Linked DNA regions of Mus musculus: region 2 is linked to region 1. A link is a contact called in public Hi-C data. All regions are on one chromosome and are shown on one strand. Each heading gives the region's core, a stretch centred on a gene start, on an enhancer-like site or on the middle of the called end of the contact. The rest is flanking DNA. Distances are from core to core; before and after follow the strand shown. Region 1 has its middle 29 kb from the start of Gm45988. Region 2 holds the start of Trpm1 (transient receptor potential cation channel, subfamily M, member 1).

Region 1 (2,655 bases), core at 61-2,560:
CTGAGAGCTCTCCGTCTCTGCTACTATTAGCTCCACCTCCCTTTTCCCTGTCCAATCACAGGCCTCCTCAGCAGTAACGTAATTGGACAGGGAAAATCCTGCAATAAGGGATGGCTTAGGCACTGGGTGTAGCAGACTCGAGAGAGGCCATGTATGTTATAAATGTAGGAACATAAGCTGCTCAACACGGTTGGAGCCCTGGTGATGACACTGTGCCCTGAATGTCAGACATGAGGCTGTAGGATTTGATCTTCTGGAGTTTGGTCTTATGTTGGTTCTTTCTTTCTTGTTATCGTCCTCTCTGGAATGGGAACTCTCTTCTGTGCCTATACCACAGCGTGCATGTGAAGTCAGAGGACAACTTGCTGGAGTCAGTTCTTTTCACGTGGGTTCTGAAAATCAAACTCTGGTTTGGGAGCTTGGCAGCCAAAGCCATTACTCCTGGCGCCATCTTGCAGGCCTGAATTTAGCTTACGGTTTTGAAGGGATATAGTCCACCATGATGAAAGCATGGCTACCTACAGTAGGGTGGGTACCTAGAACCCTTGTAACCGTAGTCGGGAAGCAGAGAGAGGACAGAAAGTGTGGCCAGGCTATAAAAACCTCAAGATTCACTGTAACTCATTTCCTGCAGTGAAGCCCCACCATCTACAATAGACAACCTTCCAAAACAGCACCACCATCTGTATTCATGACTCTGTGGGGAATGTTCAATATTCAAATCACAACAGAGACCAGTACAACCGCACAAAAGTAACCAACGCAATCAGCAAAGCCATCAACGGCAGCAGAAATGTAGGCGAGCTGATCAGAGACCCTGCTGGTGATCAGCACCCTGTGGAAGGGCTTTCCTTCCCCAGCAAGTCCAAGGACACCGCCCCACCTCTCATTTCATGGCATGGGAGATGCCCTGAAAGAACAGAGGTGGCCTGCATCGGCAAAGAGGATTTCACCTTGTCAAGAGCTCATCCCAGGAAACATCTTTGTCCCTCCAGGACTGTGACACCAGATAGTGAACAGTGCAGTCAAGATAAACGCAGCCACAAAACAAGTGTTCCTTCCCTGCACAAGTGCAGAGCCCAGGAAGAACACTTGGCCTCTTAAGGCTGGACAGTTCTTCCTTCTAGAAACAACAGCTGGGGCTGAAAAGGGTCTTTCTGAGTTCTCAAGCAGCACCCAAAGGAACCCATGGGAGAGCAAGACACATGAGAAAAACAAAAACAAAAACAGGCAAACAGACACAGCACCACAAAGGCTCTGAAAATCAGATGTCAGGCAACCGCAGCCCACAAAGCAGGTCACACCTGCACTGCTGAACCTAACAGCATAACTACAAATAGAGAAAAGTTAGGTGTGGTCTGGGTTGTCCTCAGAGAAGAGTCAGCCTTTCACACTACAATGACAAAAACATCCAGCATACTAAGAACCAAGAACACTGAAATTTGGAAAAAAGAGTAATCAACTATAGCACTGAGAAGAAAGAATCAGGTCTTAGAATTATTTAATAGAAACATTTTAAGCAGTCATGATCAAAACTGATTCAGTAATTAATTGCAAACGAAACCTCAACAAGGAAACAGGAATTATAAAAATAACCAAGTGCTAATTACAAAACTGAAAAGCTACTGCAAAAGGGATAACAATCCACTCAAGGAACTTATGTGAAAATGCAAATGGACTAATGAAATTTACTCAGTTTGAGCAATGAGGGAAAAAAATAGCCTGGGAAGATAAACAAAGTCTTTGCAACTAGTTGTGAATAAAACAAAAAAACACAGCGTTGTGAGTCTTAGGAGACAGCTCTGATAGCATAAGATGGGAGTCCCATCTCCAGGACCCACATTTAAAAAGTCAGGAGTGGTAATGAGTGCTTGTAATCCCAGCTCCAAGAGGCAGAAACAGGAGCATATAGACAATCTAGCCTATTGGCAAGTTCCAGACTAGTACAAGAAAAAATGACAGTTGAGGCAGACCTCTGGCCTTCATACACTTACTTGTGCAGACACACACGCTTTGGAATGTGGTGTTGGCACAATGGAGCATACCTACATAATAAAACACAGCACCGCGAAGACAAAATGAGTCACTATGATGTTATATCATTATGGCAACAGATGGATCACTGTGATGGCCAAATGGAGTGCTGTGATATTACAAATCAGCAGATGATTACACTGGAGAACATTATGACATCACAACATTGGCTTTGTGATGACACCATGAAGTATCATTATGACACAATGAAAGATCATGATGTCACCACTGAGCTTGGTGATACCACACTCCTGCATTTCCATGGCACAGTGGAGCACTCTGTTAAAACAATGGAGCATTGTGATGTCACTGTGTCCTACTGTGATAGCAAATGGAGTTGTGTGCAAAATTGTAATGGTGCACGGGAGTATAGCGATGGCACTGGGAGCATTTGTGTACCACAATGGGTCACTGTGGCATCACAATATACTATAGTGATGAAACAATAAGACATTGTAATGAAACGGCACAGCACTACAATGGCAGTTTGCAGCATTTTGAGTCAAGATGGAATGTTGAGATGTCACAATGAAGCCCTTCGATGGTTCATTGTGATTTATGACATATTAGCACAATAACAAGCATTGTGGTGGCTCACTGGAGTATTGTGATGCCACAAGT
Region 2 (2,655 bases), core at 98-2,597, 52 kb before region 1:
ACCATGTCAAGAACACCAGTGCCTCAGATTCATAGGATGGCAAGGCCTTTCCCTGGTGCAAGGATGGATGTTGAAGAATGGGTGACATTTAGCTAAAAAACAGTAGTGAGTAGTGCAAACTGTACAGAGCTTTTTCATCCCAGATTACTTCATGGTCAAATCCCCTGAGGCCGTTTCTCTATAGAGACCATCTACCAAGATTAGCTGACCAGCCTCCTTGTCCATACTATATATAATAAACACACATTAGCTGGCTAGTCTCCTTGTTCATACCGTATATAATAAACACACACTAGCTGACCTGCCTCCTCATTTACTTTGTATGTAACAAACACACTGAGTAACCAAGCACATAGTGTGTCTCCATCCGAGGGCATAGCCCACAAGATCCTAACTTTACAGTTAACTTGTGTCTGATTTTCTTAATCAGGTCTCCAGTTGTATGGGCCATGGTAACCTGGGTCCAAAGGACCCATTCTTGCAGCCCAGGGTACTGAAGGCCACCTACTCCTAGGCTAGTTTTTTGTTGCCTTAGACAGACCAGGTGCAGAAGACAAGTGACCCTAACACAGTAAGTGGCCTTTAACAGAATGGGACGTCCACTCAGCCTGCTCAGAGGCCACAGAAACCTATACCAAACGCAGGGCTCACTCAGGGCCACCCTCACGTCTTCTAGAAGCAGCAGTATACCTCTAAGTCCCCTCAGTAATTCTATAAATCTGGAACAGAGCAAAGCAAGGACAAGCAAGCCACATAAGAACCCTTTCACAGTGCCCCGTGTGGAGACAAGGGATGTCATGGCTCAGAGCCGTGAGGATACTGGCCACGGCTACCAGTACAACATCCTGAAAGTGAGAGAATGAAGACATCAGACATGGGACATAGAGGCATGAAATGTGGAGTCACCCCCTAAGAAAGGAGTTTGATGCAGTAGAAAGTATATATACATAACACACACACACACATACACCTGGAAGACGAGAGCCCACTGGAGCAGCAATCAAACAGAGTAGAGACCCATGTCCCTTGACCTTGCTATCCATCTGCCCTTGGGCCTCAAACAAAGCTCACTCACCTTCTGGGACCCTGATGTGGAGCTCTTGATTGAACCACGCTTGAAGGAGCTGCTCATCTTCCTCATGGACCCCATGGGTGCTTCTGCATTCCCTGTGAGGTCCAGCCTGCTGCATGGGAGGCCCTGGTCAGCTGAGGTAAGAGAGTCCTCTTTATGAGACTGGACAGCAGGGCTCAGAGTTTGAGATGATATTGATGGCTCAGTCAGCTCAGAAGGAGCTGGACTGCTTCTCACCCTCCGGCTGGACTCCCACCCAGTGCTCAGAGACTACATAGCTTCTGTAACATCTGTAATCAGCCTTAATCCCTACTCCCCCCGCAAGGTTTTTAGGAGGCAGATTTAGCAAATGGCAATTGGAAGTAAAATCTACTTTGAGAAAGTGGTGACTGCAGAGGGTTTGGGGTGGGCACATGATGAGGATTTGGGGATCCAGCAAGGTGAAATGTGAGAACCTTCAGCACTGGTGCCCAAGGCCCCTTGTTGGGCTATGTCTTAATGTTTCTATGGTGCAGATAAAATACCATGATGAAAAGCAGGTTGGGAAAGAAATGGTTTATTTCAACTTACCACTCTCAGGTCATCACTGAGGGAAGTCAGGGCAGGTACTCAAGCCATAGAGGTACAGAAGCCATGGAGGGATGCTGCTTACAGGCTTGGTTGCTCATAGCTTGCTCATCCTGCTTTCTTATACACCCCAGGACCACCTGCCCCCAAGTGTGACTCCACAAACACTACTGTGGGCTGAGCTTGCCCACATCAATCAATAGTCATGAAAACACCCTACAGACTTGCCTACAGGCAACCTGAGGGAGGTAATTTCTCAACTGAGGTTTCTCTTCCCAAATAACACTTGTGTCAAGTTGACAAAATCTGACTGGCAAAGACTGAGGCCAGCTTCCCATGGCATTCATATATCAGTAGGCTGAGTTTTTAGGCCTAGACTGGGTAGATGGAAGCTCCCTCCTAGAAGCCAATGGGGATGCTTTCTCCCATGAACTGGGTAACAAAACAGTATACCTTGTTGTGTGTGCCCCGTGTCCATCTCAGATCCATTCTGTGTTCCACGTGAGGGATCTGTCCATCATATTTCAGGGGTATGGTCTTCCCTCTTAAAAACACAGACTAGGACAGGACACAGGTCTTCTCTGCTGCTGTGTGGAATAGGGGAAGGGTAGTGGTACACAGCAAATCAATCCAGCAGTTCTCCTAGGTCTATTCTAGTGCACCTATGTGTCACCCTCTCAAGATGACTTCCTTGGGTGTTTGTATCAGCTAATGTACAGAGGAGAAAAAACAAGGCTCACAGAACATAGAGAAGGAGCCCCACTGGCATAGAAAAAGAAAATGAGCACACAATACAGACAGACAAGGCTAGAGGTAAGTAAAAGCTAACTTGCCAACCATGTAACCCAAGATCCAACTTTCTCCTCCCTGGGTGTGGCTTCTTGCCCCAAGAGAACTGCTTGGCTGTGGGGGTTCAGAAGGTAGAGCCACAGCCTTTAGAAGTCTGGCTTAGAAGACTAGGAAGAGGATCTTCCCAGCACATACCTACCAAGGAGTGCTGGCTGTGCACTCCCTAA

The links. Hi-C and Micro-C count contacts between places; a contact is called where the count stands out from the background.
Region 2: a contact with region 1 is called in a Hi-C map of CD8 T cells, with 2.2 times the contacts expected there. The contact joins the promoter of Trpm1 here to the enhancer-like site in region 1. A contact is called at or near these places in 2 of 39 promoter capture datasets (macrophages and pre-B cells), 10 of 484 Hi-C or Micro-C datasets (CD4 T cells, CD8 T cells, cerebral cortex and 4 more), 6 of 115 datasets of contacts at active chromatin or transcription factors (the 230-238 cell line, CD8 T cells, double positive thymocytes and 3 more) and 2 of 9 other capture datasets (adipose tissue and liver).

Annotation. Positions count from the first base shown.
Region 1 is chr7:64,100,491-64,103,145 of GRCm38.p6, reverse strand. No RefSeq gene overlaps it. Among named protein-coding and RNA genes, the nearest start is that of Gm45988, 29 kb to the left of the region's middle. Within about 2 kb of position 1,310, at least 25 of the 459 cell types and tissues checked have an H3K27ac peak or open chromatin away from gene starts, as enhancers often do. A contact at or near this core is called in CD8 T cells, double positive thymocytes, effector CD8 T cells and 1 more, where this site is marked.
Region 2 is chr7:64,152,527-64,155,181 of GRCm38.p6, reverse strand. Trpm1 (transient receptor potential cation channel, subfamily M, member 1) reads right to left here and starts at 1,347. Exons shown (of 27, transcript NM_001039104.2): 1 at 1,076-1,347. The coding sequence starts at 1,150.